Regions from separate parts of the Zea mays genome. Here region 1 is linked to region 2. A link is a contact called in public Hi-C data. All regions are on one chromosome and are shown on one strand. The core of a region is the stretch at or near the end of the contact, and the rest is flanking DNA. Distances in the headings are between cores, read along the strand shown.

Evidence for each region. A called contact is a pair of places that touch in the nucleus more often than the background predicts.
Region 1: a contact with region 2 is called in a Hi-C map of ear, with 5 times the contacts expected there. The contact joins the promoter of LOC100193021 here to the promoter of LOC542251 in region 2. A contact is called at or near these places in 7 of 25 Hi-C or Micro-C datasets (ear, endosperm, leaf and 2 more).

Annotation. Positions count from the first base shown.
Region 1 is chr4:159,819,745-159,824,766 of Zm-B73-REFERENCE-NAM-5.0, reverse strand. LOC100193021 (Protein S-acyltransferase 10) reads right to left here and starts at 2,444. Exons shown (of 11, transcript NM_001138189.1): 1 at 2,337-2,444; 2 at 2,102-2,216; 3 at 1,435-1,509; 4 at 1,248-1,319; 5 at 991-1,122; 6 at 814-847. The coding sequence starts at 2,385.
Region 2 is chr4:159,677,127-159,681,662 of Zm-B73-REFERENCE-NAM-5.0, reverse strand. LOC542251 (dehydrin) reads left to right here and starts at 2,804. Exons shown (of 2, transcript NM_001111857.2): 1 at 2,804-3,158; 2 at 3,274-4,221. The coding sequence starts at 2,880. The coding sequence ends at 3,864.

The DNA of each region.
Region 1 (5,022 bases), core at 1,195-3,694, 140 kb before region 2:
TACCCTGTTTATTTTCTTTCAGCATCCTCTTAATCTTTTGCAATTACTACTGCATTTTATTAGCTTGTTCATCGGATCAAATCAGATCTTGAGAAGTGCTCGTACAGTAAAGGTTGTTGTTATGCACAAACTGTTACCATGTTACTGTGAACAGTATCTGCCATGTTAATGTGAATGCTGTCTGCGATTACTTCGACGGCGTAGCGTTAGGAGTTGCTGCCATGAATGCTTCTGAATTTACAGTTCTGCAGGAACCACGAATTCTTTGAGTTATTGTGAACTAGTTTCTTATGTAGCCTTAAATTCTGTAGGAACTGCTTGCTGGTGCCATGTATGGGTGACCATGTATGAGTGAGCCCATGGATTATGCTAATTCAATTAGCTAGTGGTGGTGCTTGCTTGTTTATGGGGGCCCTTGGATTGCTAACGTAGAATTGGCCCTTGGATTGCTAAAGGATCGGGGCAAGTTTGGATGGCGAGGCTTTAAAATCAGTTTGGATTGAGCTACAACAGATTAGGTTGGATTCAAGTAGGGCTGGATCTACTCCTTAATATTCTAGGATTGGAGTTGGGTTAGGGCTGGATTGTGATCCATTCCCAGGACTAACCGTGCCGCTGCTGGAAGAGCCGCTGCGCCACTGTTGGAGCCGCCGCTGGCCTCTCCCACTCGCCTTAGGTGCGGGCGTAAGGCGAGCAGGACGCCTTACCGCCTAGGCGATGCTTAAGCGTCGCCTTGGGGACGCCTTAACAAATATGATTAATACCCACTTGCTTAAGTTAGAGAACATTTAATGCTTGAGGAGAAAAGAATACCTGAACAACCCTGCAGTGAGTGCAAGTCCAATCCCTAGAAGACAATGATGGGTATTGAACAAATTACTGTGTGGCATATACAAGAATGCCAAAACGAAAATACCATTAAAAAATACAGTGCCGCTTCTAAGGATATTGTTGCCTCAAATAAAAATTTCTCAATAGTCAAAGCTATACCTGCTGTTTGACCCTGGAGGATAAAGATCCACAACCATCTGTGCCCATGATGTAGGAGTCATCGCGCTAAGTTTCTGTAGTTGAGCATGACTCGTTGGAGAATTTGTGTTTCCATTTCTTGAATTTGACTGCCTTTTCTTAATCATCAAAACAAAGGGAAAAGAAAGCATAAATATCAATGAATGCATCTGATATGTTTTCCTGACGGTAGAGAGATCCAATTACCGGGTGCAAAGCTAGGGTTCTAAAGACATTACTTTGAAAGAGCAGCAGTGTTGACGAAGGTTGCATGCATCATGGAACCAGCTCTCATTACATCAATAACATACCTGATAACGCAGAAGTACACAAAACAGAATCAGACAGTTCCTTTCTTTCCATACACAGCATATTATTCCATTAGTGAACGATGAGGACAAAGTCAGAAACGAAAATAGCAATTACCCTGGAGATGAGCCAGCTGTGTAGAAGTATTGCACTAGCGTGAGCAGAACCAGCACTCCATACAACCCTATATACCTGGAACAAAAAGTGATCTGTAAGGTTAAACAATATATAAACCCTTGCTCTAGATAAGAACAGAAAAATATAATATTTTGTCAAAATTCAGAAGTCAGAACACAACTTGCCGACATGAAAAGGAGCACGACATGGCACATAGTGGATAAAATGGAAAACTAGTAGTACTAGTATTACACGACTATAATTCAGAAAATTTTAGAAGACACTTTGACAATATGAACACTTGCACGAGGACTAAGACAATGTGTAACTATTTGATAAAAGTGATCTCAGAATGCCATGTCCTATCAATCCAGATTTCCATGAATTGAACCATTCAGTTATATCAACAATTAGATGCAGAAACAATTGCTTACACAAGCAGCCCAAAAAGCTCTTCCACAGGCAAATCTGGCAAGCTTAGAATATACTAAAACACTTGTGTGTAGTAACTAGTAAGACAGCTAAAAACATACTCGATAGCAGGCAACCTAGAGCTCACTAAGGGCCTAAGGGTTAGAAGAAAGGTCTATAACACGCTTCTCTGCATCAAGTAGAGGCACGCGGCCTAATCTAGAACAAATTCAAAAAACAAGAGAGATAATCGTACCACGGCTCCTCGTGGATTCGCCAGTCGAGAGTCGGATCGAGGATGAAGACAGCGCCAACGAACATGACGTGCATCAGGAGCACCGTGAATCTGAGTCCCAGCGATGACCTCCTCTCTATGAAGAAGCCCCAGAGGCCCAGGTCAAGAAACCCCATGGACACAATGAAGCACCAAATCGAGCCTAATAATTGCTGAATTTTCAACACACAAACAAAATCAGGCGTAACCAGCGTACCTCGATCAGAGAGGCGGAAACTGGGCTCGACAGCAGATGAGGACGCCATTGACGCCGTCTCCGTCGCATCCGATGGCGGTGCTCCGACGGGGGTCAGTTTTGTACAAGGGCCACGGGAAGGTCACCGGCGCCGATTTCGGATTTTCGGTAGAAGAAGCAGGGGATCCGTTCCGGCGGGTCCTACCTGGCAGACAGATCTCATGGAGGTTGATGGGCCCCATTTGGAAGTGTGAGTGGGCCAGACGAGGCCACGACGTGGGCTGGATTTGGTTGCGCTCCCTCGTGCCACTCCATCTACTCCCCGGGTTGTTCACGCTTTTTGAGAAGTTATTTTTTAAATTAGGAATGTATCTGTGCGATGTCACGGAACACAAATTGCGACCCTCCAATGCACTTAGGACCTGGTGACGGCGTGAGTACAATAGTAACGGCAAAATATGTGATTAAACATAGATACAGAACGATATAAATATGTCTACCTAAATAGATTGAAATGGAATCGCACAAATAATTTTTAAAGAGTAAATATATAATGCTTATTGTCTCCTTGATCACCATGCCGGTGTAGCTCAGGCAGCCCAGGAGTTACTCGTGGTCGCCTGGGTTCTTGCTGTCGAGTACTCGTCGAACCTCTGCTTGGGCCTTGGCCATGGCTTCCGGGTTCCTCATGAGCTCGGACACCACCCTCCACGTCCACGGCGCTGCCTCGCCCCTTCTGGCTCCGGTGCCCGAACCCGTCGGAGGAGGCGCTCAGGAAGACGAACTTTTGCCGTCGCTCTGGCTGCGCCCGACGGCGAGCCGGGGCCGCCACCGGAGCACAGACCCCGTGGAGCCACTCTTCTTGCACCGCGCCTGGGAGGACGCTGCTACGGCTACGACCGACCACCCGGGAGACCACAGGCAGAACATCTCTGCCGGCACCGAGTCGAGGTCGTCGTCGTCGTCCGCGGGAGCAGGAACGGCGGCGGATCTCCTTGACGAGGGACATAGTCTCGCTGTCCCCGATGGGCGCGAGCTGCCTCACCTTGCGCGCGCTGAGGAGCTCCAGCGTGCACAACTTGCAGCGCCCTCCAGTAGGCCCCGTAGGGAGCGAAGGCGAAGTCATGGCCACCGTAGCCGATGATCTCCGTGGCGAGCAGGTACATAGGAAGGCCGGATCCGACGTTGTCGTAGGCGGCGCACATGGATGTTGGCCGCTATGCGCGAGCGAGGATCCCACATGGTTGTTGGCTGGAGGCGGCCGTGCGCATGGCGGGAGCGGGAGCGAGGCATGCGGGGGCGCGAGGATGGATGGCAGATGAGGCATGTGGGGGCGGATCCGACGCTAGGCGCGAGCTAGGATGGCATCACAATCGGACGGTGGGGATGGAGGCGGGGGCATGGTTGTCCCAAGTCTACACTATCGTCTTAAGGATTAGTAGACAAATTGCGACCCTCCAATGACAGGGAACGAAGACAAAGGTAAACTATGAAAAACAAGTTTACTCGCCAGGGACAATGCATTTATCTACAAGTCATGTAACATATTTGTTGTATTTTAAAGTCTAGTTTTGTATCCAATATCCATACATAAATGACATGATTACACATTTTACAGTTGACATGACGTGGCGACAATGCAAGCAAATTGCACAGGATTGAACATCATAGCTGAAGTGTTCAATAGGTTACTCCTAATAAACATACTACTCAAGAAATTTAAGAATAATAATAGTTGTTGACACAATGGACCATGCCAAAATAAAAAATTCTCAACGCAAACATAAATGCAAAAATAATGTGACCAATCAAGAATGCTCAAGTGAACACAATATTAGACTGCAAAACCAAACTGATTCTACGATATTGCTACCCTTAAATTTGGATACTTCCACAATCGTGTTGAAGTCTTCCTGGCTTAAAGAATATGTATCCATAAACTCTACCACCTTATGAACAACTTCATCTTGGATGAATGAAAATATCATATTTCCTGCAGATTGCTCAACTAAAATGTTTCTGCAAGGGAAATTGTATTTGAGATTGTTGTATTACAAAACAAGAGCTATAAATGCTAGTTACCGACTAAGCAATTCAGTAACTCCATGTTATGGTAAGTTACTTAGTAATTCAGCCACAAAACTACATGGTATTACACATATTTTTTGAAAAAAACAATAACTTCTAAGCTATGCATTTCAAAGTTTCGATGATATGTGGTAAGGTGCTTGGACGACTGTAGAAGTTGGTAGAGAATATTACTTCTACTATCTTAATTTCAAGTATGCAATTATGTCATCTATGGGAAATTTTGAAGCAAAACTTAATTTCAACATTCATCAGTTGTGTGGCATCTCTATTTTCAAGACTACTAAAATATCATCATGAGACCAACATCCATGGGATGTTGTTGCTTTAAGTTGAATTGGCTAACCTTTTGATTTAACTTTTGTAACAGGTGCCATCTCCAGGACTTTGGCTACAATCTGAGCAAAGTCTCACTCCTATGTGACAATGAGAGTGCAATCCGCATGGCGGATAATCCTGTTGAACACAGCCGCACTAAGCACATAGACATCCGGCATCACTTTTTGAGAGACCACCAGCAAAAGGGAGATATCGAAGTGTTCTATATTAGCACCGAGAACCAGCTAGCCGATATCTTTACCAAGCCTTTAGATGAGAAAACCTTTTGTAGGCTGCGTAG
Region 2 (4,536 bases), core at 1,555-4,054:
CTGAAGCCTGAAGACGCCGAGCGCTGTCATTTTTTTTATATATCCTTTAGTAGCAGCGCGGCGTGATCAACGGTCCTTGATCACACGAAGTCGGCAAAACGTTCTGGTTCCGTGCGTGCGTGGGTACGTGTGTCGCGGGAAGCGAGCCTTAGCTATCATCCTCGCGCCAAGGGACGACGCAGTACAAGTGAACAGACTTCCCGGCTGTGCAGTGCAGGCAGGCATGTGCTGAGGAATCATGTGAGGCGCCTCGGCGTGCCGCTGCACTGAATCGATTCCTGGAGCCCGTGTCTGCTCCGTGGTGCAAAAGCCGGAGGGCTTGCCTCCCAGTCCCAGGTCCAGAGCCGGTGACTGCTTTTCCAGGCCCGCGGGATCCAATGCCTTGACTAGTTAGTTTATCGGCCTCCATGGGTGCCATACCACCAGGAACAGGAACCGACCGACGCTCTGATCTGGTCTGGTCCAAACCACGTCCTGCTCTCGCGGCGCCAACTTCCGTTCCGCATCGGAAGTCAGTCAATAATCGATGCGAGCTTCAGAGAGTTTTCCGCTATACGAAGGACGGCGGAAAAAGAAACCAAAAGGCCGACATACCACCGACATTTCCCCCCGCCAGCGAAAGCTCATCAAAGCGAAAGGGGGGAGGGGGGAAATGGAGGGCGGCGAGCGTCAGAAATCCAGGACTTTTTTTTGGGGGCGTTGACCAGTCGTCTCGTCTGGTGCTTAAGCTTAACCCGTACTCGCTCCGCCACCTAATAACTGTTGGTATACTATGCTTGTGGATCAAATTCTGATAGGTTCAATTAGATTTATAATATATATATTTATTATACGGTTATTTAGGGACATACACAGTTGTCGGGGCGGAGCAGCCAGGGCCACACCCAAGGCTGAGACACCGACAAAGAATTATATATATAGAGTCTAAATTTTGTATATCTAAATATATATACTTTAAATTTTGTGCACCACAATTAATTAATGGTTTAATAAAGTGGTTGGTAATACATGATCTATCCATAACTCTGTTGTAGTATGACAACCAAAGTATAAGCGAGACAAAGAATATAAGATAAAATATTCGTTGAATGACCAATCGATGCATGAAATGTCAAACCTAATTCGCTTGTAGACGCTGATATATGGACCTTACCTCTTTATGATTCATCCTATCGTCTGACTAGGCAACTAGTCGACTGCCACTAGCCACTTGACTTGCATCTGCCTTAGCCCCACAACCAAAGTCCAAATAAGGTGATCACGCGAATCGGCAGAATGACCGCCAATAACTTATATACATACTACATTAGATCTTGTGGATGATAAATTCTACAGATTTCAACTAAAGTTATCACCTGATAGCTGGTGTGTACACGACAAATTTGACATGTACCGACGTAGGTTGACGAAGTTTCATGGATCCTCGAGGCTAGTTAGATTTTTTATTTCTCTCAAAAATTTGTTAGCTGCCTTATAAATACTAGAGTCGTTCTATAAAAGTTAAATCTCATTATTCGGATATTCATCGTTATGTCGTCTTTATTATTTTGGTATTGTTCTTGCGTCACAACTTTTAATTCAATACATCAATTAGCTAGAAAATAGACTCATGAATTAAGATAATTTATAAAGATATAGATTTCTTATTCCATAACGAGTGCTTAAACTTATAAATTAGCTAGAAAATAGACTCATGAATTAAGATAATATATCAATTAGCTAGAAAATAGACTCATGAATTAAGATAATTTATAAAAAATATTTTTTATCGTATAGTATTGATCAATTGATTTGATTGGCATTCCTTATATCGTAATCTGGCTATTGTCGGGCCAAATCCCCCCTCACACCCCCACCGGATATGGCTAGGTTCAGCCGCCCAGCGACGGATCAGCGGGTCCCGCAGAGCTAGCGTCCAGACCCACATGTCAACGTCGAAGCCTCTAGGCCTCTCCCGTCGTCCGAGTCATCCAACCCCCGTACGTGGAGTGGCGGAATGCAATAATCACTCTCGTGCCCCGGCCGCGTCGCGTAGGCAACTTGCAAACTTCAACAACGACAAGTTCATTCGACTAAACTTCCTTAGATTTAACAGAACCTGACATTATTAGTAACATTTGTACTGTTTCTGAACGAGCAATTGGAAGATCGATCTAAAACAACAGTTCATTCGAAACGGAGGCAGTAGACACATCTCTCCTGTAAAAAAGGAGGGGTACCGTCAAGCTGAAAGTGAAACTGACGACGCTAACGCTTGATTGTTGGGTTGTCCAGTTGAAAGTGAAACTGACATTCGAAACTGAAGCGAGCCCGACGAGTCCAAAGCCAACAACAACAAAAAAACGCTTACGTCTTCAACCAAAGTACTTGAATGAAACTTACGAGTAGAAAACTGATGAACGGAAGACAAGCGTCGCGCGGGCAGCGGAGCAGGTGAGAGAGTTAAGGGGACCGACATCGGGCCGTCCACGCTTTCTCGCCCGCGCGCGTCGCCGACCTCTCCCGTCCCGACGCCGTCCACAGCAGCAGCAGTACCGAACCTCGAGGCACCAGCCACGTCGGAACCAGGCCGCCCCACGCGAGGGGCGCGACACGCGTCGTGGCGCTACTGGCCGTGGCCCTGCCCACCCGCCCGCCACCAGGCCATGTCCCCGTCGGCCGCGGGCTGATCTGTCTGTCCTTCGCGTCGCGTAGCCTACGCGTCGCACGCATCAACGCGGCTGGAACGTTACACTGCGTACACCTTTCGGTTCCTTTCCTTTAGCTTGCTCTATATAAGGACGCCTCCGGCCTAGCCACCTCCACCATCCGAAAGCCCAAGACACTGAGCTGGTCTGTTTAGTTGGAAAGCCATCTGTACTGTACGTTTTTCGCCGATCATGGAGGATGAGAGGAACACCCAGCAGCACCAGGGCGGTGAGCAGGCCCAGGACCAGGAGAACGAGGTGAAGGACAGGGGACTCCTGGACAGCCTTCTCGGCAGGAACAAGCACGACGACCAGGAGAAGAAGAACCAGCAGGAGGAGGAGGAGCTCGCGACCGGCATGGAGAAGGTCACGGTGGCTGAGCCCGACCACAAGGAGGAGGGACACGAGGCCGCCGAGAAGAAGGACAGCCTTCTCGCCAAGCTGCACCGCACCAGCTCCAGTTCCAGCTCGGTGAGTTCGTCGTAAAACATGATCTGCTGCTAGCTAGTTTAATTGACTCCGCCTTCGGATCAGTAAGCTAATAAACCGGCTTCTCACTGCGATCGTGGTGCCTGCGCGCATGCAGTCGAGCGACGACGAGGAAGAGGAGGTGATCGATGAGAACGGCGAAATTGTCAAGAGGAAGAAGAAGGGCCTTAAGGAGAAGGTCAAGGAGAAGCTGGCGGCCCACAAGGCCCACGATGAGGGCGACCACCACCAGCCGGGCGTACCTGCCCCGGCGCCCGCACCGCCCGTGGCGGTGGACACGCATGCTCACCACCAGGAGGGAGAGCACAAGCCGCACTTCCCGGCGCCGGCGCCTCCCCCGCACGTGGAGACGCACCACCCCGTCGTCGTCCACAAGATCGAGGACGACGACACGAAGACTCAGACCCCACCACAGGCACCGGAGGAGGAGAAGAAAGGCCTGCTGGACAAGATCAAGGAGAAGCTACCCGGTGGCCACAAGAAGCCGGAAGACGCTGCTGCCGCCGCCGCCGCGCCGGCCGTCCACGCGCCACCGCCGCCGGCGCCCCACGCCGAGGTCGACGTCAGCAGCCCGGATGGCAAGAAGGGCTTGCTGGGCAAGATCATGGACAAGATACCCGGCTACCACAAGAGCTCGGGTGAAGAAGACCGCAAGGACGCCGCCGGCGAGCACAAGACCAGCTCCTAAGGTCGCAGCGTGTGCGTGTCCGTCGTACGTTCTGGCCGGCCGGGCCTTGGGCGCGCGATCAGAAGCGTTGCGTTGGCGTGTGTGTGCTTCTGGTTTGCTTTAATTTTACCAAGTTTGTTTCAAGGTGGATCGCGTGGTCAAGGTCCGTGTGCTTTAAAGACCCACCGGCACTGGCAGTGAGTGTTGCTGCTTGTGTAGGCTTTGGTACGTATGGGCTTTATTTGCTTCTGGATGTTGTGTACTACTTGGGTTTGTTGAATTATTATGAGCAGTTGCGTATTGTAATTCAGCTGGGCTACCTGGACATTGTTATGTATTAATAAATGCTTTGCTTTCTTCTAAAGATCTTTAAGTGCTAGCTTGGTGACGAGTGAATTGAGAATTTGAGATACATTGAAAAGGTTAAAGTAGAAATAAAGTAATTTTCCTCAGTTCCCCTTAATTCCCTTACACCGAACCAGCTCTAAAGATGGATGAAGCCTGTGGTGGATTATGCATGATAGAAAATCTTCCAAAGATGGAAGCATGGGAGCATGTCCGTTAGAGGATTGAAGAGGTCCCTAGGAAGGGGCTCCCATCACAACCCTCTTCACACACTTCTTCTTTGCGACAACTTGCTTTGCTTCGAATTTAAAGGCATGCTAGAGGCATGTGGAACATTTAGGGCTATAC